3 separate regions of the Mus musculus genome follow, and all the other regions are linked to region 3. Evidence: chromatin contacts called from public ChIA-PET and promoter capture Hi-C data. All regions are on one chromosome and are shown on one strand. The core of a region is the stretch at or near the end of the contact, and the rest is flanking DNA. Distances in the headings are between cores, read along the strand shown.

Region 1 (2,760 bases), core at 216-2,715, 200 kb before region 3:
CCAGGGTTAACAGATAGCCTAAGTGTTGGTTGGTTTGAGGTGTCAACCAAGGTGTGCTTTCAATTAATTGATGAGTTAATCAATTAATTAAATGCATGTGTGGGTACATGTCCAAAGACTAGAGACCATCCTTCCGGCTGTTTCAAAGGTTCCGCTAACAATAGCTTGTTGGGGTCCTCAGCCGAGTCCCCCAACTCGGCCTCCTTTGATGTGTCAACACCTCGGCCTCACAATCCCTCTGCACATGCAGGGTAATTTACTGGCTTATGTCAGCTGTATAATGAACTGTCTCAAAAACATTAACTATGAGGACCAAAGAGAACAGTCATTTTATGCAAATGCAGTTGACTTTGACTTATAAACAGATCTGTGACAGAGCAGGAAAGACTGGAAACCTTCAGCAGAAGGAGTATGACTTACTTGCCGCCCCCAACATCACAGGATCGAGGGCGCCCAGACAGGGACTGGATCTGGGAAGAACAAAGAAAGTTGGGCTTACTCAGTGCACAGCCAAATTCAAGTGTTTGAAAAGTAGGGATCTGGCCACCCTAGTCAGAGGCCAAGAGAGACGGAGCAAACCAAGGGCATCTGCACAGAGCAGCCATTTAAGTTTTGAGGAATTTTAAATTTCTTAAATTTCCAGACAAAAGAAGTATATATACCATTAGCACCTTTTCTTAGCTCGATGCCTTATTAACTTACCTTCTAGTTAAATGTTACTTCCTTCAAAAAGGCAAATGTTTTGCATATTTAGATTAAAAAAATTTTTTTTCAATTAGCATGGGAGAAAAAGAAGGAAATAAAAAAGCAAAATCAAAACAAAACAAAAAGCAAAACGGGGCAATGGGGAGAGGGAGGAGAGAGGGAAAAGGACCCTGGAACTAGAGTGTGCATTAACCAAGGGAGACAACTGTCTCTCAGAGAGAGCAGCTCATGGTATTTGTGAATGCACCTGCACGCCATTATCTGTCTTCTTTTAGGCCCCTAAAGTTAAAACATCAACTACATATTTATAAAAAGCTTTCAAGACCACACTGATGCAGAGACTTCCAATAAGTTTGATGGAGGAAAGGAGTAGGACCAATGGGAGGGTAGGGTGGAAAAGGGCCAATGTGATCCCGCTGGGAGGGAAGCAGGTCCAATGGGATCCTGAGGGGGAAGGGGGAGGGACGTGGAGACCAATGGGATCCCGAGGGGGGGAAACCGGAGGGGGGGTGCGGGGGTAGTTAAGCACAGAGACCAAACAGCCAACTGCATCTGGCCATCACTAGGGGTGGATGGAGGACTTTCTCACAAGACAGCTCTCTACAGAAAGAGGCTAAGCTAAGCTCCGCAGTGGGTGAGGTTTACAAAGGGGTCGTGGAGGGAGGCCAGTGACTAGGATTTCAGACGCTAACATTCAAAGCTCAGAGAAATCAGTAGTAAACAGATGACTCATTGCTGCTTGGGTCAAAGGCCTTTGATTTTAGGAATGATCATCTGGCATGATAGCAGTTCTCGACAGGAGCTGGAGATGGCTCCAAAGCAGAGACATCTGCCCTTTCATGCCCAAATCTCCGGGCTTCTGACCATGTAAGGTGAGCAGCTTAACAATTTCCATTCGAGAATCAGCAAATCCACAGAAAAGCTTGGAAACCCCAGGGGCACTGCACTAATCGCCCACAGATCACGGTGACCCGTGGGGGACAGATCTCCCCACTGTCTTTCCAGTGTCTGTGTCCAGACAAATCCTCTCTTCCTTTTCCCCAGTTCTGGTTTCCACCTCTGCGGGGCAGGCTGCCAGGACTGACAAGCACAACCCAGGACGGCTCACCCACCTCCTTGCTCTCCCACAGGTGTTTAGGCAGTGGCTTCGGGACATTTAACAGATTCTCTTCTTTCAGCGGACCCGGGAAGGCGGCTACTAAAAGGGAGAAGAAGCATATTCATTGAATTAGAGAAGAGGGCGGCCAACCTGGGCCAAATCAATTAGCTTGTTTAAAACTGCTGGGGGTGGGGGCGGGGGCAGGGCGGGGGCAGGGCGGGGAGTGGGAGGGGGTGGCGGCAAACCTTTAATCCCATACCAGGGAGGCAGGGACAGAGGCAGATGGATCTCTGTGAATTTGAGGCCAGCCTACTCTACATAGGAAGTTCCAGGACAGCTAGAGCTACATAAAGAGACCCTGTCTCAAAAGAAAAGAAAAGAGGGGAGGGGAGGGGAGGGGAGGGGAGGGGAGGGGAGGGGAGGGGAGGGGAGGGGAGGGGAGGGGAGGGGAGGGGAGGAGAGGGGATGAGAGGGGAGGGGAGGGGAGGGGACGGGAGGAGAGGGGAGGGGAGGAGAGGAGAGGAGAGGGGAGGAGAGGAGAGGAGAGGGGAGGAGAGGAGAGGAGAGGGGAGGAGAGGAGAGAAAAGAAGAGAAAAGAAAAAATTTAAATGTCTCTTAGTTAGCATTTAGGGTTGGCTGTCAAGGAACCTGCCACGTAGCTCAGGCTGGCCTCAGGCTCTCAGCTGTCCTCTCAAGTGGTGGGATTATAAGCATGTGCCACACTGACTAGTGAACATGATTTCCTTAGCAAACACTATTTTTTAACATACTTTTTTCTTTAATTATTGTATTATTTTGTGTGTATGGGCGATTTGCCTATGTGTGTCTGTATACTATATGAACACTAGTGCCTGTGGAGACCAGAAGAGGGCATCAGATCTCCTGGAACTAGTCATAGATAGTTGTGAGCCACCATGTGCATGCTAGGAATTGAACCGGGTCCTTTGGAAGAGCAG
Region 2 (2,943 bases), core at 340-2,839, 140 kb after region 3:
GGCAGAGGCAGAGAGAGGCTGAGGCAGAGGCAGGTGGATCTCTGATTTCCAAACCAGCCTCATCTACATGTGAGGCCTTATCTAAAAAAAAAAAAAAAAAAAGGAGGAGAAGGAGGAGGAGGAGGAGGAGAAAGAAAGGAAGGAAGGAAGAAAAGGTCTTTCCAGATGGAGGATACATGTGCTCAGTGACAGATCACTTGCCTAGTGCTAGGAATGATTTTCAGCACATTTGAAAAACAATCAAACAAACTTAAAAAAGAAAATACGGTTATTTACCCTGACTCAAGATGCGAAGGCAGGAGTCCAGCTCAAAGCCAGCTTGGGCTACACGGTGAGTTCCAGGCAACAGGGCAGAGTCATACCAGCCAGTGATGCCATGTTGTGACATATATCTATAAATCTACCTCTCATGAGGCTGAGGCAGGAGGACTACATAGCAAGACTCTGTCTCGAAATAAAGTAATAAAAATAAGGTCTTTCAAAACTAGAAGCGCGGTTCTGGTAGCCTGTGATGAATGCAAGGCCCTGGTATTGATCCCCATCACCGAAATAGGAGTCCATACAGAAGACAGTTAAGTGACAGCTACTCCTTAAAGCTGTTCTGACTGGAATGTCTCACAATTTTGTATGTATGTCTAAGAAGAGACGGACCTACTTTTCTATGTAATAATTATAAACAGGGCAAAACAAAGTCCTGTTCCAAAATAAACCAAATCTTTAAATGAGACAATTCTTAATACCAAAATACGAGGGGGGTAGGGAGGCAGGGAAAAGGTCAATTGCTACCAGAACATTCGGTTCAGGAGACAAAAAGGTGACCGTGTTCTCAGTACCTTCTAACACATGAGCTAGAAGACAGCAAGACTGAAGGATAAAATCTGATTTAAGTTTCAAGATTTCTGTTCCACTGACATCTATCATCAAAGATTCAGTGGACTGTCACCTTTCTGCCAAGGAAACTGGCACACAAGTGGTATAACAGATTCAACTCCGAGCTTAGAGTGACCCTAGTTAAAATGGATGAAGCTCACTGAGGTCTAGCTGGGCTGAAAGGTGGCTACACAATGAAAGCAACACAACGGCTCCTGTGGGACCTGTAATGGCTTTCCCCAGAGCCCCACCAGAAACGGTTAAGTCTGCCGCTTTACAGTGTCCCAAACTCCCACTTACAAAGCGCCCTATAGTTTTCACTTACTCCCCTGCCTCCTCGGGGGGAAGGGATCGCAAAGGTTCTCTCCTTCCCTCTCGGTCCCCCGAATCTGGTGCTATGAATGGGGGCAAAGAGGTCTTGGCTACCTACAGTCTGCAAAGAAAGAAATGATCCATACAGGCAACCGACCCACGCAGGCCCTCAATCCCGCCCAGAGATCCGCGGGGCGCCCCGCAACGGCAAAGAGACCAGAGGAACCCTGGCAGAGAGAGAGAGGGCGGCCCGTCTCACCTGCCTCTTGTTCATCCGCCGCACATCGTCTAGAAAGTCTAGAGACAGCATGGTGAGATGGAGAGCGCGACAACTAGCAGCCAAGAGGGCGCGATAGAACCACCAAGAGGGACCGCTGCAACACGGGCCGGGCTCACCGTGGACAGAACCCCCTGATGCCTGCACTTCCGCTTCCGGGGCGGGAGCAGGCGAAGCTCCTCCCTTCTGAGCAGAGAATGGACAAAGAATGACTTGTGAGCCCCCTAGAACAGCCCAGGGCCTGGCCTTGTCAAAAAAGGACCGTAGCCTTCTCCGGCCGAGAACCGGCTGAAGGCTGCTTTCTGTGCTCAGCCCGCGCGGCGGCTCCCGAAGACAGTGACCCTAGGTTAGCTAAGCCCACAGCGTGCGGAAGGCGGGCCCTTGGACAGGCCTGGCCAATCGGAAGCCGAGTCTGCGCCAGCGCGAAGTCGGTGTCTTCCTGCGTGCTGCTGGGGCACGGGTGTGGCTCGGGACGTGGTGCCTTGCTGTTTGTTCTCAGGTGGAGCACGCTGCGGTTCGCTACCGGAAGCTGTGTGTGTCTTTTAAAGCATTGTATACACACACACACACACACACACACACACACACACACACACACACACACGCCAATTGATCACAAGATGCCTTAGTGTCATGAGGGCACTGGTGGTGCAGGTGGCCAGGAAGACCCGTCTCAGTTTTGACCTTTACCAACAGTGATTTGCTTTGTCTCCTGACACTTGGATGTGAGCCATTTATTTGACCCGCAAATTTTCACAGGGGCGGGGATTAGAAGTGACATCATTGCCATGGGGTTTCTTTTGGTGGGTGATAGATGTACAACTCCATGTATATACTAAAACCATTGAATTGTGCGCCTTAGTGGACTGTATGGTATGTGAATTATAGCACAATAAAGTAGGTGTGAGAATGGAAAGGAAACCGCTGATGTCTTGTTCACTGTTAAATTCCCAGTGGTGGCCGCACAGCTGGCATGTATAAGGCACAAAATCAGTACTTGAATTTAAAGAGAGGAAAGAGAGAAAGACTATCTTCAACTATTAGTAGAAACCTTACATTTACTGAGATGGGATAGGAAATGTTTAGAATTTCCAAGTTAGAAAGTTTTATAAAAGAAAATACATAGAAACCCCCATGGGGTGCCCCATAGGTATCCCAGCTTCCGTGACAGTACCAGATATGTGTATCAGAATGACTTCTTCATTAATAACTGTTGATGTGGTTCTCGATCTAAATTCTGGCTAGTAGAAACCTTCACATAAGCTTGTCAGTGTTAAATTCAACCTAAGTTCAAATTAAGTGGGAATGAGCTTTGACCCTGTATTTTGTGCCTTGAAGAGCCCCAAGAGCAGCTCAAAATCCTGTGGGTCCAAAAAAGGTGAATAAGCTATTTAGTTGGGAAGCTTTAAAAGCATCTCGTACAAGTGGGTGATGGGGGGAAGACAGGTAGATCTCTGCAAGTTCGAGGCCAGCCTGGTCTAAAT
Region 3 (2,915 bases), core at 203-2,702:
GCCATCTGCCTTCTCCACTGTCTTCCCAAGGGATAACTCCTTGGGAAGGCAATCAGAGCTATTCTCACTCTAGCCTGGGCTACTTCGGGAAATCCTTTTTACTTTTCTCCTCTCCCTTTCAATTCCACCTCTGCACTTCGATGCCCTCGGTTTTCCACGTACAGTAACCCTATGTTCTCCAATACCATATTTAGTTTGTGTCTGCCCTCTCAAAGTCATGTCTTGCTCACCCTGCCCCACACTGCATCCTCCAAGCCTCTGTTTAAAAGTCAGCACCTACCTTCCCATGGCCTTGTTAAGTCCCTTCTCTTCACCCCCATTACTCTTTATACCCAGTTAGAGTTAGTTCATGCATCGTTTATCTTTATTGCACCTTATTGGTTTTTTTCTTGGAGCTGAGGACTTGCACTTGCTAAGCAAGCACTCTACCACTGGGCTAAATTCCCAACCCCTCATCTAATTATCAATCTCTGTACACCTGTCTCTTTCTCGGACAGGTTTTGAAGGCACTGTTTGATCTTTTTCATCCCTAATTTCACAAACGTAGCACACATTATAACACTATCCAATGCATAACTGGATGTGTTAAAGTATCCTTTAAGAAAGTACTTTTCCCAAAACATAAAATCTAAACCTGGGACTCAAAGGGATCCTCTTGTAACTACTATCCCACGTACAGCTGGTTAGTTTACTAAGGTTGCAGGGATAGTCACAGAAAATGAGGAAGTGGGGGGAGCCGGTTTGGGTGTGTTTATGTTTTAATTTTACTTTTGAAATGCTAAAGAAAGAACCCAGCAGGAGAAAGCATAAGCTGCTTGCCTAAAACTGCACCTCGCAGCTAGCCTGAGGCTGCGCGGGTCTGCGCCCTGGGTCACCCTCGCAGGCAGCAATCCGGGCAGCACCTTCCCACCACGCCCGAGCAGAACCCCTGGGTCCAGTGCCCAGGACACGCCCTGCACAGTCAGTTCTCCTGCCACCTCACCCTAGGCCGTCTTCCCCAATCTCAGTAGAACTAACCGGTGGAGGAGCTGGGTGGGGCTCCCCTGCCGCAGCGCCTAGCGAAGGCAGAGGCCTCCAGGTTTCTACCCGCCGCCTCCGGAGCTCGAGAAGGCTCGGGCGCCAACCTTGCTACCAGCCATACAGCCAGCTGCTCTTCCGGGTCCGTGCGGTCCCAAGCCACCCGGCGCACCCGCCCGGCTGAGCCCCTGGGAAAACCCGAGCTTGGTCCCTCGCCCGCGCACCCCCAAGCCCTCGGCACTCACAGCCATAGTGCGGCCGGACCACACCCAGGCCATCAACCTCCTCCGCGGCGGACATGGCGGCCGAGTCCAGGTCTCCGGTGAGGAAGCGCAGAGACCTTGAAGACGCGGGCGACCGTAGCAGCAGTAACTCCTGCCCAGTGCGCGGGCTGTCGCTGTCCTCAGAGCCCCGCCCCGCGCCATCGGCCCCACCCTGCAGGTCCCGCCCCGCAGACCCCGCCCTTGAGTCCACGCCCAGCTGCGCTCCCCGGAGCGAGCGGAAGGGGCGTGGTCAGTATTACAGGACCCGCCCCTGCCCTCTTCGCTCTCCACTTGCGGAAGCGAGGAGGCGGGGTGCTGTAGCGAGTCCCTAGGCCGGCTTGGTCCGTTGTCCCGACACTCCTCCGCTGTCGCCCTATCTGCGGCTCTGACTAAAAGGCCGCCAATGTCTACAGCTTGAAATCCAAATGTTTTTAGGCGCCTGCCTTCTCCTGACAACTGAGTTAACCCCCTCTGCACCGCGGCTCCTTCAAGGAGCCGTTGCAAGTGGCCCAGAGTGTGATTATTGGAAGCAAGTAGGACCCACTGTCAGGAAAGACTCCCACTCCTACTCTCTGCTACATTCTGTCAATCTGACCTCTGTTCTCCCCAACAGTGCTAAAGAATAGAACTGCTCAATCTCTTAAACTGGGGGATGACGATGCTCACGCGGAAGAGCTGTTTATCAGCTCTTTACAATCTGCAAGATCTTAGGGGGGTTATCTTGACCCTATTAATAAGGATGCCTCGTCTCTTTACCCTTGTGATCTTTTAAAGTGCCAGTATTCAACCGAATTCTATTCTGAACCAGCCTGGATTGGAGTGAATCACTGGCTCTAATAATAATAATAATAATAATAATAATAATAATAATAATAAAGTAAAAGTCCCATTCTCAGGACTCTTACCCTCACCATAAACAGTTGATGGCTTCTACTTACAATCCAGACCATCTAGAAGCCCCTCAGTAGTTCCAAACTATCTAACGTGCATTTTTGGACCTCTCACAGACACTAAAACCTGTCAAACGTTGATCCTGTTCCTGCCCCACTCTCTGGAAGTGTTCCATCACCAGTCACACACACACCCCAGGTTCCTCGACTCACCTCTATTTCTGAAGCATCTAGTTTTGTTTCTGTCCCCACCTGTGATAACACTTTTTTGATCATCATAATCTCTATTCTCACTTGTGCCAACCAGATCATCATGATTGCCAGCATGCTCTTTCCAAAGTACGGAGTTCTTTGGGAAGGGGGACAAGTCTCACTATGTAGTTCTGGCTGTCCTGGAGCCCACTAAATAGGCAAGGCTACCCTTGAAGATCCACCTGTCTCTTCCTCCTGATTGCTAGAACTAAAAGCATGTGCCACCACACCCAGCTTCCGAGTTCTTGTCATAGATGTAATTTTTCCTGTTACTCCCTTCACAGTGCAGTTTGTGTACTTTCCCATGCCAGGTGGGCACCTTTACAACCCAATTCCAGGCTCTTTGTTCCAGCCATTTTCAATTTACTAGCTCTTTCCTTACAAACTTTCTTCTTAGTTGGGCATGTTGAGGCACGACTTTAATCCCAGCACTCAGGAGACAATAGCAGGCAGATCTCGGTGAGTTCAAGGCCAGCCTGGTCTACATAGTGAG

What was found. Promoter capture Hi-C pulls out the DNA fragments that hold promoters and counts their contacts. ChIA-PET counts read pairs in DNA pulled down with a chosen protein or histone mark.
Region 1: a contact with region 3 is called in a promoter capture Hi-C map of liver, with 2.5 times the contacts expected there. The contact joins the enhancer-like site here to the promoter of Iqgap1 in region 3. A contact is called at or near these places in 3 of 39 promoter capture datasets (hippocampal neurons and liver), 1 of 484 Hi-C or Micro-C datasets (bone marrow-derived macrophages), 3 of 115 datasets of contacts at active chromatin or transcription factors (bone marrow-derived macrophages, pancreatic cancer cells and pro-B cells) and 2 of 9 other capture datasets (adipose tissue and pancreatic islet).
Region 2: a contact with region 3 is called in an RNA polymerase II ChIA-PET map of memory CD8 T cells, with 67 read pairs. The contact joins the promoter of Sec11a here to the promoter of Iqgap1 in region 3. A contact is called at or near these places in 1 of 39 promoter capture datasets (erythroid cells), 2 of 484 Hi-C or Micro-C datasets (CD4 T cells and natural killer cells), 5 of 115 datasets of contacts at active chromatin or transcription factors (the SCID.adh cell line, effector CD8 T cells, embryonic stem cells and 1 more) and 1 of 9 other capture datasets (adipose tissue).

What each region holds. Positions count from the first base shown.
Region 1 is chr7:80,603,931-80,606,690 of GRCm38.p6, forward strand. Crtc3 (CREB regulated transcription coactivator 3) reads right to left here. Exons shown (of 15, transcript NM_173863.2): 8 at 1,818-1,903; 9 at 421-470. Among named protein-coding and RNA genes, the nearest start is that of Gm15880, 31 kb to the right of the region's middle. Within about 2 kb of position 1,466, at least 17 of the 459 cell types and tissues checked have an H3K27ac peak or open chromatin away from gene starts, as enhancers often do. A contact at or near this core is called in liver, where this site is marked.
Region 2 is chr7:80,945,961-80,948,903 of GRCm38.p6, forward strand. Sec11a (SEC11 homolog A, signal peptidase complex subunit) reads right to left here and starts at 1,590. Exons shown (of 6, transcript NM_019951.1): 1 at 1,442-1,590. The coding sequence starts at 1,492.
Region 3 is chr7:80,801,879-80,804,793 of GRCm38.p6, forward strand. It overlaps Iqgap1 (IQ motif containing GTPase activating protein 1), which reads right to left and starts at 1,453. Exons shown (of 38, transcript NM_016721.2): 1 at 1,263-1,453. The coding sequence starts at 1,317.